3 separate regions of the Mus musculus genome follow, and all the other regions are linked to region 3. Evidence: chromatin contacts called from public Hi-C and HiChIP or PLAC-seq data. All regions are on one chromosome and are shown on one strand. The core of a region is the stretch at or near the end of the contact, and the rest is flanking DNA. Distances in the headings are between cores, read along the strand shown. Region 1 has its middle 24 kb from the start of Ralgps2. Region 2 holds the start of 4930439D14Rik (a long non-coding RNA gene). Region 3 has its middle 43 kb from the start of Gm30568.

Region 1 (4,213 bases), core at 1,451-3,950, 75 kb before region 3:
GCATCTATGCAGAAAGCATACCTCCAAGTTGTGACTCTGATAACTCAAACTTGAGCACGCAGTTTAGATTAATTGGACATTATACAGGTGAGATTTTCTGTTGCCTGGTAGCTCTTTTTTTTTTTTTTAAAGTTAATGTTTCCATAAATTAAAATGATGAAGAATGTTTATTACCTACCAGTATGCCAGGTGTCAATTCATTTTCTCTGTCACAGACTTGGTTGTCAGTGACAAATGGCCAAGTGTGGTGCCTATTAGCATAACAAAGCAAGTACTGGCCTCTAGGCTGGCTCAGTACTTCAAGTACCGGGTACAGAGTCCTACCATGCCTTCCTGGTTCCTCTCACCTCTTCCCACCCCACCCCCTACCTAAACCTCTCTAGCCCGCGGGCTTGCTTCCCTCCCACCTCCAGCGTCTCATTTTTATACAATCTTGCCTTTTCAACCAAGCCCTCTCTGGCTCCTTCCTCTTGTGTCTTCCTCTCCTTTGTCCCTTCTTTCCTCTCTCATCCTCACCTAACACCCGCCACCCCCCAGCCCACCTCCCACTCAGTTCAGCCTGCTGGTCTACTGCTTTCTCTCCCTGCTCTAGATAGACTCCTCCAGATGGCCCTGGCTGTTCCCTCTCACATCTACAGTAAAAACCTCCCGTCTACTTACCTTGGGGCAGTCAAGTCCTCATTCCATTCACTGGGTAATTCACTTGTTAAAATAAAGGCTGACCTGAAGACCTGAGCTGAGTTTGGATTTGCCAGAATGCATGTAGACAGCGGGGTGCTGTGGCACGTGTTTATAACCACAGGGAGGGGGTGGGGAGGACAGGTACAGAGAGAGGTGGATCATGAAGCTCCCTGGCCAGCCATTCTAATTGAATCAATGAGCAGATTTAGGTTCAGTGAGAGACTTTGTCTCAGAAAACAATGATGGAGCGCAGCCAAGAAAGACAACAGACATCAACCCCAGGCCTCAACATGTTCCTGCCCATGTACACACCCTCACTGAAAATTTATATATCACACATACACAACACACAAAATAAATAAGTAGGGAGATAGATAAACACATAGATACATAAATACATACACACATATAGATACATGCATACATACATACCAATACATAGATCTAGAGATACATAGATTTATTCAGTTTAGGGTTTCAGAGACTCAAGGGGTTACATCTACTAAAAGCTTGCTTGTTGTTGAGGATGCAGGTGGTCAAAGATATCACACAATGAGGGAGAAACCAAGATACAAAACCAAGATGGTGTGTCTGTGTGTGTGTGTGTGTGTGTGTACATGTGTGCATGCCAGAAATCAGCCTCAGGTGTCTTTCCTCAGAAGCCATCCACCTATCCGCCTTGGTTTTGGAGACAGGGTCTCTTACTGGCCTGGAACTTGCTGGACAGTTCAGGCTGGCTGACCAGTGAGCCCCAGGGTTCCCTAGCTGCATCTCTCCTGCACCGCATCAAGGCTGTCTTTTACCTGGCTTCCTGGGATCAGACTGGGCTCCTCATGCTTGCAAGACAAGTACTCGACTGATTGAATTATATCCCTGCCCCCAAAGATGCTTGTCTTAGTTAGGGTTTTACTGCTGTGAACTGACACCATGACCAACGCAAGTCTTTGTTTTTAGATTTATTTATTTATTTATTATATGTAAGTACACTGTAGCTGTCTTCAGACACTCCAGAAGAGGGCATCAGATTTCGTTATAGATGGTTGTGAGCCACCATGTGGTTGCTGGGATTTGAACTCAGGACCTTCGGAAGAGCAGTCTGCGCTCTTAACCACTGAGCCATCTCACCAGCTCCCAAGGCAAGTCTTATAAAGGACAACTTTTAACTGGGGCTGGCTTACAGGTTCAGAGGTTCAGTCCATTATCATCAAGTGGGGAGCATGGTAGCATCTAGGCAGGCATGGTGCAGGCAGAGCTAAGAGTTCTACATCTTTATCTAAAGGCTGCTAGTGGAAGACTGACTTCCAGGCAGCTAGGGTGGGGGGTCTTAAAGCCCACGACCACAGTGATACACCTACTCCAACAGGGCCACACCTTCTAATAGTGCTACTCTCTGGGCCAAGCATATACAAACCATCACAGTGCTTTATATCAGATTTACTATCAGGATAATCTTTTGATTGGTGACTAGGTCAAACCATTCATAAGGGCAGATCCTTTATAATACAACAGCCTACTTCCATCTCTTAAATGGGACCTACAGTTCAACATGATTTTTTCATGGCCCTAGCACAGGGACAGGATTTTCGTTTTTTGTAAAGAGACTTAGTTCTAGGTCAAAAGACAGGAAGCCCTTTCACAGTTGCTCTCAAATGGCCCAGGAACATATAAGCTAGGCGTTAAGATCATGGATTCTCCACTCCCTCAGGCTTTCAGTTCTCTGAGGTAAAGGGCAAAGGACTGCAGCCACACTCACCACTTAACAGTAGATCCCATTCCTATGGAATTCTTAGGGGTGGAAGCCACAAGGTCATTGCACGGAGGTTGCTCATTTCATAGACTAGGGCATGGGACTGAGGTTAGGTTACTCCTCCAAGGTCTCCTGGTAGGTAGTAGACAGTGGGATTCTAGAAAGGGTTTAAGATGTGATTAAAAAATAAAATCAGAATGAAGTGTGACAGAGATGTGTACCGAGGCAGCAGCTAGCTGCCTGCCCCCAGAGGGTTTGCAGAAGGGCATTCTGGTATCTACCACCACAGGCAAATGAACAGCTGCTAACAGTTGGAGACAACTGTCCTTTCTTTGAGTTTTGAATTTGCAAAAACCTTGCAATTAATGATATCAGAGAACACTTGCTCCTCTTGGTTCCATTCATCATGCACCAGAAGGTGACTGGGGCCACCAGCTGTCGTGTAAAAAAAGGTATGCCCAGCCAGAACAGAAACGAGAGCTGAGAGGAGGCGTTAAGACAAAAATTCACTTTCAACACGTTGGCATTGACAGAAAAGTCCCCAGAGACCTTGTCTCCCTTGGATGGGAAAGGGAGGGAAGCCTGGCAAGCTAAGATCAGCTCTCCAGGGGTAAAATTTGTGACAGGAAGAGGATGTAGCAGACCACCCTGGAAAGATAAAAAAAAGGAACTGCTAATTGCTTCCCAGGAGGGAAGCGAGGGCTGCAGGGTCTGGTGGGAAGACTCCACGGGCAAGGCACTGCAGGGCCTTCTGTACATTGAAGCACTCAAATCATGAAGCATCCATCTGTTTTGTTTTAAATTAATTTCCAAAAAGGGAAATAATGAAGTATTCTTTAAGATTATTGGGCTTTAAAACCCCAATCCTTGCGGAAACAGGATCTGAGCAGTTTAATAAAATCCAGAACTAACCTGAACCTTTTGCAGAGATTTGAGGAGAGTGTGGCCAAGGGTGTGCAGCCTGGAGCTGTGCGGGGGAGCAGCTGGCTCTCACCAGAGCATCAAGCCAATGAATGCTTCTCATTCCCTTAGAATAGATCTTGTGGCAACTTCTAAATAGCTGTCTGAAACAAAGTATCTCCTTTTTAGTAGAAGGCTTGAGTGTGGGTACTCTCCTGTTTTAACAGCTATCATCACGCTGTCCACTTCAATATAACAAAGTCCCCGTTTGGGCCAACAGCCCACACCATGCATGGTTTTGCTCAGATTTGCTGGGATATGTTGATATGCGTGAAAGTAACAGTAAAGATTGTATATGCCTGCAAAAATCTTGTAGTTGAACCAATTTAAACATATCCAATCTAGCTTACAAATGAATGAGACTCAGACTATGGTTATTTTATTTGGCTTTGACAGTTTCTGGAAGCTACCCCTAATCTACTTTCCTAACTGCTGGACTGGCTATTTCCCCAGCCATGTACCCCAAAGACTCGCTGTTTCTCCTGGCCAAGTGTTTAGGATCCATCTCCTCTCATGGTGGCTTCCTCTACCCTCCGGCTCACTTCTTTCCTCTCTACCCATGACCTTCAACCCAACCCCTACCCCGCCCCCACCCCCAACCAGGTAACTGGAAAAAAACATGCCTACCTCTATTCCCTCCAGTAATTGCCTGTAGCCATTTTTATTCAACTAGTAGTTTTAAATTAAGGAGCAAGTTTTGCACAACAAAGGCTGGTATATGAGGAAGTCCCTCCTCTTGAGGCAACTAAACCTTGGGATACAGAATTTAGCATTATAATATGTAGCAACACACCAAATCTCAAGAAAAATGTAATTATATGTATA
Region 2 (4,084 bases), core at 1,486-3,985, 100 kb before region 3:
GTGCCAGAAGAAAGAAGACAGACACAAGGTACGGCAAGAAGCAGCCGGAGTACCAAGAACTGCTGCTCTGTAAGCAGGACCTGGGAAGGAGACCATGAAGACATGAGGCAAGGGACCAAAGCTTTTACCAAAAGTCTTACAGGGTAACTTTTAACTGTATAAGTTCAAGTAGCAACGTTTAAAAGAAGAACAAAGTAGTCATATCATTTAATGTCAATTATTTTACTCTCTGGTCATAATCTCTGACCAATAACTGGACATTGTTTCAAGTGTGAGGTACTTTTCTAAGAAGGGAGGAGGGGGCAGGGAAAGGGGAGAAGGAAGAGGGAGGAGGGCAGAGGAGGTTGATGAATAAAACCCATCTGGAATATTTAGAATGAGGTCGTGAATAAAACTTGAGAACCAAAGAAAATAAAACTATAAAGCATGAAAGAGTACAGATTAATTTAAAAATACTGAAGTTTTATCATATCCAATCTTCATTCTCTCATTAACAAGGAACTAATGGGAATTTAAAACACACTTAAGGAAGTAATTAAGGAGTAATGCCATAAACTCACTTTTTTCCACGGGACCTATTTCAAGCTATCTGAATTATGTTTTCATTGAATACTAGATAACTATAAAAAGTGTGAAGTGCAGACAAAAGTAACTATCTCAAAAGCAAACATTAAACAAAAGCTAATATTCAAAACACAGGATCCATTTTAATGTATTTTATTCTCAAAAGCTTGTATGTGTTCGTTTTCCATATCAAAGGAAAGCAGAGCTTTAGAGAAAAGGAAGGCAATTTCAAATAATAGATTAGCGGTTAAAAACTCCTTAGAAACTTCTGGAAGCTAGCAGTACACTAAGTCCCCAGCTGTGCATTTTCCCAAAGTCTCCACTCCAGAGACCGGGGGAGTGGGGGGGGGGGGGGGACAGGATGGGACTGGGCACATCACACTCTAGAAACAACAGTCTAGGCCTGGGATCCCTGTATGATTACTGATAGCTGGCCTCCCACTCTGAAGTGGAGAGACTAATGCCTGCGTAGGGTAAATACTTTTAAAGCTCTGAAATCTACAAAGATCTACACCAATGCATGTCACCATGATTATTAATCAGAGCATAAACTAATCTCTTCTCATCAGCCCCTTGGAATCCAGTAAGATTTTTCTTTAACAGACGGGTAGAATGCCATTTCCCTGGGGGGATGTCGGCTTACTTCTCCTGAAGACTCTTACAAACAAGTAAATACCAAGACAAGAATATCAGCACACATTTCATTTAAGTATATAAACCAACAGATTAATTGTCTAGCCACATATAAACCACACACCCTCTGACTCCAGGTAGAGTAATATTTAGATATGTTTGGAAGCCGGATACCTAGTGTGTATAAACACAAGCACAGTTTAAGACAACTGTCTTGATGCTTTTATTCACTAACAGTTCCTTCTATCCTCAGAAGGAAAAATGCAAGCAGTATCCTAACTCAAAAGGCATCCTGAGTTTTCACTTCTACACTAACAGAGCTGCCCACTGATGACTTTATCTCCATCACAGCACGTGTGCGTTTGTGCGCTGCAGCATCCCCTCCACACCCATCAGGACACAGCGGGACGCGGAGATACTCTGTGTGTTTAGAAGAATTGACCCTCTGGACAAGAGCTTAAAAGGAGCTTTTGATCCCAACTCCTCATAGGCAGAGTCAGGCAGATCTCAGCCAGTTAGAAGCCAGCCTGGTCTATGTAGTGAATTCCACCGACAGCTAGAGCTACATAGTGAGGCTCTGCCTCAAAAAAAAAAAAAAAAAAAAAAAAGTTTCAAGTTGCAATCAAATTATTATTACCAACAAAGCCATCTTTCACCAAAGGCAACCACTGCCCCAATTTTAATTGTAAGCTCGTTTTTAAAATGCACACAAATTGCATTCATTACTCACACATGTCTGGTTCATAGCTATCTTTTAAATTTTATTTTCTCTCAGAATTTTTGGGTGTATCCTCCCTGATACTGTAATATCAAAAAGTATACTAGGATCTTGACACACAAGCAGATCTTTCAACTTCTGCTGCAATCTGGTGAATAAAAGATAGAGAACAGTATTTGCAGAAAAAGTCAAATTCCTGAAATCAATGCATGGTGAGATAGAATGGACTGGGTTTTACTATTTTAAAATTACTATGCCAGAATTTAAGCTCAAATAACTATACTTAAACCATTCATGGGAACTCTAATAGACACATTTAATATATACATGTGGCTAAGACAAGCAATTTTCCACATTTTTGAAGCTTCATGACTACACACATTCAGTAGAGGTTATTATTATTAAAATAATACTGTTTGGTTACAAATCCCACTCCTGCAGTAACAGTATTACACTTACTACATTTATGATGCTACAGCCCGAACAATCATATCTGGGTGGGACAGGCTTTTACAGTTTGCAAGTTAACGAACTGTGGCACTGCGGTACTCTCTCATGCAAGGAATGAAAAGTTCCACAAAATTCGAATGGTCATCTTCAAAGACACACGACCTCGAGTACACCGGATGGTAAACATTACATAAACAACGCCAAAGTCAACTCATAAACAAACACCAACACCGAAACAAAGCTCTATAGCTACTTCAGCGTACTAAGACGGGGTGTGGGGGTGGGGAGGGGATGCAGAGCACCTACGAGGAAAGGCTCAATTAACTGCCGCCCGTGCTTTCATCCTCCGATCTTAAACAAAAGACGCTGGATGCTTTCGGTGGAGAGCGCTTTCTGCAGAGGGATTTGGGGTTGCAAACGCCCCTCCTCCACGGCCACCAACAGGCCCCTTTCTTCCTCCTCCCTCACCCCTCCCAGCTCAAACAAATTAACATTCGCACTAAGGTACCTCCTATCAGCTCGCAGCTTCTTCCCAAACACGCCCACGCACCCTGAAACCCGCCTGCGTCTACACCGCACACGGCGGCAGGAAAAGCGCTTCGAGGGGGGCGGGGAGCCGCGGCGGCAGCGCACAGGTCCGGGCTCCCTTCCAGGTCAGCTCCCCATCGCCTCCCCGAGCCCGGTGTTTACGAGCCCGCCTAAGCCCACACAGCAAAGGAATCCCAGGCGCTGCGGGCAGCTAGCGCGGCGGTGCGGGACCCCCCTCCGTGTCCGCACGCGGCCTCCGCCGCCGCGGCGCCGCTCACCCCGCGCTCCGCGGGCGGTTCGGCCCCGCAACAGGTCACCCGCCTCGGCTCGGTGACGGGGGTGCAGGCGCCCCGGCCGAGAGGGGGTGTGGCTGGCGCGGCGGGGCCCGGCCCCGGCTCACCTGAGAGGCTGAGGCGACGCCGGGGCCTCCGCCACCGCGGGACCGCGAGCGACCCGCAGCCCGCCCTCCCGCGCCGCGCACCGCGGCCGCCGCCGCCATTGCCCGCGCCTCCCCACACGCCCGCACGCCACGCCGACCTGTGCAGCCGCGGCCGTCGCCTCCGCTTCGCCCGCGGCTCCGAGGCAATCGCTCGCCCAACCGAGCAGTCGGCGTCTCTCATTCAGCGCCTGCCGCCGGCGCTCGGGGGAGGGGAGTGCGCTGGATCCACCCCGGCCGCGCAGGGGGCGCGCGCCGGGCGGGCGGGGCGGAGCGGCGCGCGCACCAACCGAGCGCGCTCGCGCGGCCGGGAACGCCGGGTCGCCGGGGTCTCGGCGCAGTCTGCGGGCGCCGGGCTATGCCCCCCGAGGCCAACTGCCGCCCCGTACCGGTGTCCGAGGCGCGTGCCCCAGCCGCAGGCGCAGCACCGGCCGCAAGGACGAGCCGCAGGGTTCAGGACGGACAGGTGGGGCCCCGCGGCTGCTCCCCGCACGGGTCTCGTTGGCGCCTGGGACGCGGGCGTTGCTCCCCGCTCGGGCCAGAGGACAAAAGTCTGGAAACGCTTGGCCCCCAGATCAAATACCCAGCCCGTGAGGGCGGCGTCCTTAGGAGTCGTGGCGGACAAGTGGAGGGGGACTGCAAATGTGAAGAGTCACCCCACAGCCGTGGGATCTTAAATGATGGAGTCTGCACTCTAGCACATCATCATGCCGGAAGTGTTGGGTCGGCCTCTAGGTGTTAAGCAGGGTGGCTGC
Region 3 (3,941 bases), core at 1,036-3,535:
ATGTCCTCTGCAATCCTTTTCAATGTGTCCCTACACAAATGAGCACATGACACAATCCTTCCTGTGTACAGCTGTTCTGTAGAGTCTAATTGAACTTGAAAATGTGCTTCTTCAAAAGATCACTTGCAACCAGTAAATACTAATTTCTCATTTGGCTTAATTGCTATTTTCCTGTACAAGGTAAACAGGTGATTTCCACCCTTATTCTCCAGCTTCCCCGCTCTGCATCTTCCCAGTGGAGGGCAGACAGGAGAGTGGCTTGGAAGTCACCTGTCTTCAGGGTACTTTTCTGAATGTCACAAGGGATCATGTGGGCCTGGGTAACAGAGGTTTTCCACAGAGATCTCTGGCCAAGCCTGGTTTGAGGGTTCCAGCGAAGGGAAGAGAGGGCAGGCAAGGAGACAAAGTCTCTGCTGTGCCTTCCAGGTCGTTCGGTAACTCTGAGTTGCTCTGCACTGAGTCTGGTCGGGCTGGAGAAGCCAACTATCCAGTGAGGAGTGTGGCTGGACCTCAGGTGGCACTTCGTTAGAGCAGATCTCTTCCCAAGTGTTACAGCTCTTGGAACAAAAGACTCAGAGGAAGGAGTAGTTCTCACACATCTTTAATTCCCTGGATGGGTTTATATACAGTTCTGGGGGTGATTCAGGGGTCTACAGCAGGTACCTCTCATTGGCTTGGACTGAGAGCTTGGGGGAAACCTTATTTGCATGTGGGAAGGCTTGGTGCTGCTCCCACGTGACTGATAGCCACACACCTCTCCTGAAGGGGTTGTGGGGGTAGTAACTTTGACAGGAGCCAGGGGTCCAGGAGACATGATCAAATACCTTCCATCCCATATGGGTGGAAATTACCACCCACTGGCCCCCGCCCCCCCGGGGTTCAAGACCTATATTCGACTGGAGACCAGGCTGTCTGTGCATTGCCCACTGCCCCACAGGATCATGGGTTAGAGTCCTATGAAAGGGTTGACTCTAAAAAGCACAGGTATTTCAAAAGTCCTAAAGTAGCAGAGGCAAGAAGAGGGAACAAAGGCCAACATGGTGCTTCTAATTGCACCTCAGGACCAGCTTCAGAAGGCGTTAGCTTTGAGACTCCAACTTATTGTTTAGACGGATTCTGGCCATCTCTGCGGGTTGGCACCTGTAAATTAAGGCAAAATGCCAGTCCCTATGAAAAGGAACCACTTCACCTGCTATGTTAGTACCCTGCATTAATCAACACACACACACAAGCCTACTGCTTAGAGACCTCAGCTGCTAAACACACATTACTAAGCAATGCCCCACTGTCGGCTGGGTTTTTGATGTTCGTTTGTTTTGTTTTGGTTTCTTTTGGAGACAGGCTTATGTCTTATGTAACCCAGGCTGCCTCAAACTCACAGTCCTCCTGTCTCAGTCCTCCTAAGGGCTAAGCTTAGAGGAAAAAACCCCACAGCTGCCCTCTCCCCCACCCCCACCAACGTGAAGCTTCTGATGACCCCTTCTCCCCTGCTTACCATGCGAATTGAAATCTTACTACGCCGCATGTGGGGATGGGATGAACAGAGAGAAAGTAAAACACACGTGAAGGTCCCAGAGCAATGTCCCAGCTCACAGGCCCTTGCTTGCGGACACCGCCACACTCTTGAATTTTTGGTAGTGTTTGGCAACAGTTTCCTCTCTGCCCTCACCTCAAACATCTGCTTTTTAAATCTTATTTGTAATGTGGCCTGAAGTCCCCCACCTCCCTCCTGAAGCCTCCTTCAGATATTAGGAGAAAGATGTATCATGGGCTGTGAGATGACGTGGGAAATTCTGTTTACCCACAATTCCTCTCTCTCACTCAAAGCGTGAGCATTCACCCCCCCCCCCCCCCACCTAGCCCAAGTCTGGATGTTCAGTTCCTGATGGTTTTCTTTTAAATAAATCACACTTGGTGAGATGTGCAGTTCTGGGAGAAAAAAAAAAGAAAGAAAGAAAAAGAAAGAAAGAACTCCAAGCAACTGAGGGGTGACGTGTTGTATAGATTTCCTAGTGTGGGACAATTGTGCTGATGAGGACAAGATGGAGCTGCCCGGGCAAGACTGACAAAGGGGGAGGGGTAGTGCCTGGTTATAACCCAGCATATCCATGAGGCAAGATGGTCCATCAGCTTGCATTGCCCCATGGAGGCGAATGGGGAAGCCAGTGTCAGACAGCAAAGGGGAATTTCTTCTTCCTTCTGCAAACAACCGTTTCCTGACCAAGGACTCTGAGGGTAGAACACGTTTTTCTCTTTGGTTAGAAAAACAAACACAAACTTCCCCTCCACGGGGCATCACAGACTCCTTTATCTGCTCCGCTCAAGGGAGAGAGAAACTGCCAACTCACTCACGTCCTTGGCCGTCTGTCACACGTCCCTTCCTGGCTCAGTTTCCAGGATCCCCAGCTGCCACCCCCTGGCCCTGGCATGGAGCCCACTCTCTTTCACAGTATGGAATTTTAAATGCAGCTGAGCCCCCCCCCCCCCCCCGGGATTACTCTCTATCGTTCTGGGGGGAATTAGCTTCGAATGCCATCCAGTCTCTCACATTCCCAAATGCTGGAAAGCTGCTCTTCCCAAATGCCTGATGGAACATTTTGTTGCTGCTTACAGGGAGTCAGCCTTGTTTGTTCTTTTCTTTAGAGATGTTGTCAGCAGCCTAGGAGTGGAAAGGGCTTAGTGCTCAGAAAGACTGCGCTTCTCCCCCACCTCTCCCAGTGTCTGCCAGAAGTTCCATGGCACTGTGTGGATGGAATATTGAGCTTGGGGGGGGGGGGGGAATCTGCTAGCCAGGCTGCTTGGATATTCAAAATGTCACCTCTACATTTTGAAAATTTGGACGAGACTGGCTTCTTTAGTTAATGCTAGCAGGGTAAACAGAGTATGTTCTCAAGAAAGAAAAAGCAGGCAAGGGACAGCTGACGGTTGGGCAGGCTCTTTGTCACAGAGAACTAAGACCACTGTTGTTGGATCTAGAGATAAGCAGGCAACTGAAATTCCCTCGGTATGACGCCAGCAACCAGCAAGGATGGAGACACACACACACACACACACACACACACACACACACACACCCTAACACAGAGGTAGTGTGAATTCTGTTTACTTAGATCCCTAGGTCCAAGTAGAAGAGATTCAAACTGTTACTATGTATCAATATCAAGCACTATCCTTATGTTATTTACCTTAATTCTTAAAGCAATTTAGAAAGCTTAATGCTCTGACCACTATTTGCGCTTGGATTTCTTTCTGTTTACATTCACAGCACTGCCGTTCTGACTCGGTCAGGTTACTGCTCACAGGTCTCCTCTGAGCAGCCTTTCTACTGGCCTCTGTCCATTGCCCAACAGTAGGCACTCTCAATTTTTATCACCTCATTACCATTGTTACAGTCTAGATGGATTTCTTACTCCAGTGCAACAGTCTCTTCAACCGCGTATTGTTTAGAATCTATCAAATCCAGAGGACATATTTCCTTCTCCATCATCTCTATCTTTATAGCACCTGCACTTGCATTCTACCATAAGTGCTATCATATGTTGGTGGCTTGCCTCCATTTATTTTTCTAACTGGGCATAAAAACACATTTATGAGCTGGAGAGATGGCTTAGTGGCACCGACTGCTCTTCCGGAGGTCCTGAGTTCAAATCCCATCAACCACATGGTGGCTCACAACCATCTGTAATGAGATCTGATGCCCTCTTCTGGTGTGTCTGAAGACAGCTACTATATATATATATATATTTTTTTAACACATTTATAAATCAAAACTCTTAGAATGTGCTGTTTAAAACTGCACAGGGACTGATTACTGCGGAGAGAGGGAGACAGGATCTCCCAGGGATAATCCCCTAATGGTTATCCAAAGCAAAGTCCTCAGTCCTGAAGCCATATACACATAAACAGCAAAAATGAACTCAGCGGGTTGTATTTGTATATTC

What was found. Hi-C and Micro-C count contacts between places; a contact is called where the count stands out from the background. HiChIP or PLAC-seq counts read pairs in DNA pulled down with a chosen protein or histone mark.
Region 1: a Hi-C map of the HPC-7 cell line shows a contact between it and region 3, with 1.7 times the contacts expected there. The contact joins two enhancer-like sites. A contact is called at or near these places in 4 of 484 Hi-C or Micro-C datasets (the HPC-7 cell line, bone marrow-derived macrophages, nephron progenitors and 1 more) and 10 of 115 datasets of contacts at active chromatin or transcription factors (the HPC-7 cell line, double positive thymocytes, embryonic basal ganglia and 4 more).
Region 2: an H3K27ac HiChIP or PLAC-seq map of the HPC-7 cell line shows a contact between it and region 3, with 14 times the contacts expected there. The contact joins the promoter of 4930439D14Rik here to the enhancer-like site in region 3. A contact is called at or near these places in 10 of 39 promoter capture datasets (3T3-L1-derived adipocytes, the C10 cell line, the HPC-7 cell line and 6 more), 2 of 15 datasets of contacts at CTCF or cohesin (CD8 T cells and large pre-B cells), 12 of 484 Hi-C or Micro-C datasets (B cells, CD4 T cells, the CH12 cell line and 8 more), 30 of 115 datasets of contacts at active chromatin or transcription factors (the HPC-7 cell line, the SCID.adh cell line, bone marrow-derived macrophages and 19 more) and 4 of 9 other capture datasets (adipose tissue, embryonic stem cells, liver and 1 more).

Annotation. Positions count from the first base shown.
Region 1 is chr1:156,961,336-156,965,548 of GRCm38.p6, forward strand. No RefSeq gene overlaps it. Among named protein-coding and RNA genes, the nearest start is that of Ralgps2, 24 kb to the left of the region's middle. Within about 2 kb of position 2,701, at least 29 of the 459 cell types and tissues checked have an H3K27ac peak or open chromatin away from gene starts, as enhancers often do. A contact at or near this core is called in the HPC-7 cell line, where this site is marked.
Region 2 is chr1:156,936,059-156,940,142 of GRCm38.p6, forward strand. It overlaps 4930439D14Rik (a long non-coding RNA gene), which reads left to right and starts at 2,736. Exons shown (of 2, transcript XR_003948625.1): 1 at 2,736-3,000; 2 at 3,069-4,084. Ralgps2 (Ral GEF with PH domain and SH3 binding motif 2) reads right to left here and starts at 3,568. Exons shown (of 19, transcript NM_001159967.1): 1 at 3,431-3,568.
Region 3 is chr1:157,037,041-157,040,981 of GRCm38.p6, forward strand. No RefSeq gene overlaps it. Among named protein-coding and RNA genes, the nearest start is that of Gm30568, 43 kb to the right of the region's middle. Within about 2 kb of position 2,286, at least 204 of the 459 cell types and tissues checked have an H3K27ac peak or open chromatin away from gene starts, as enhancers often do. A contact at or near this core is called in B cells, CD8 T cells, the HPC-7 cell line and 22 more, where this site is marked.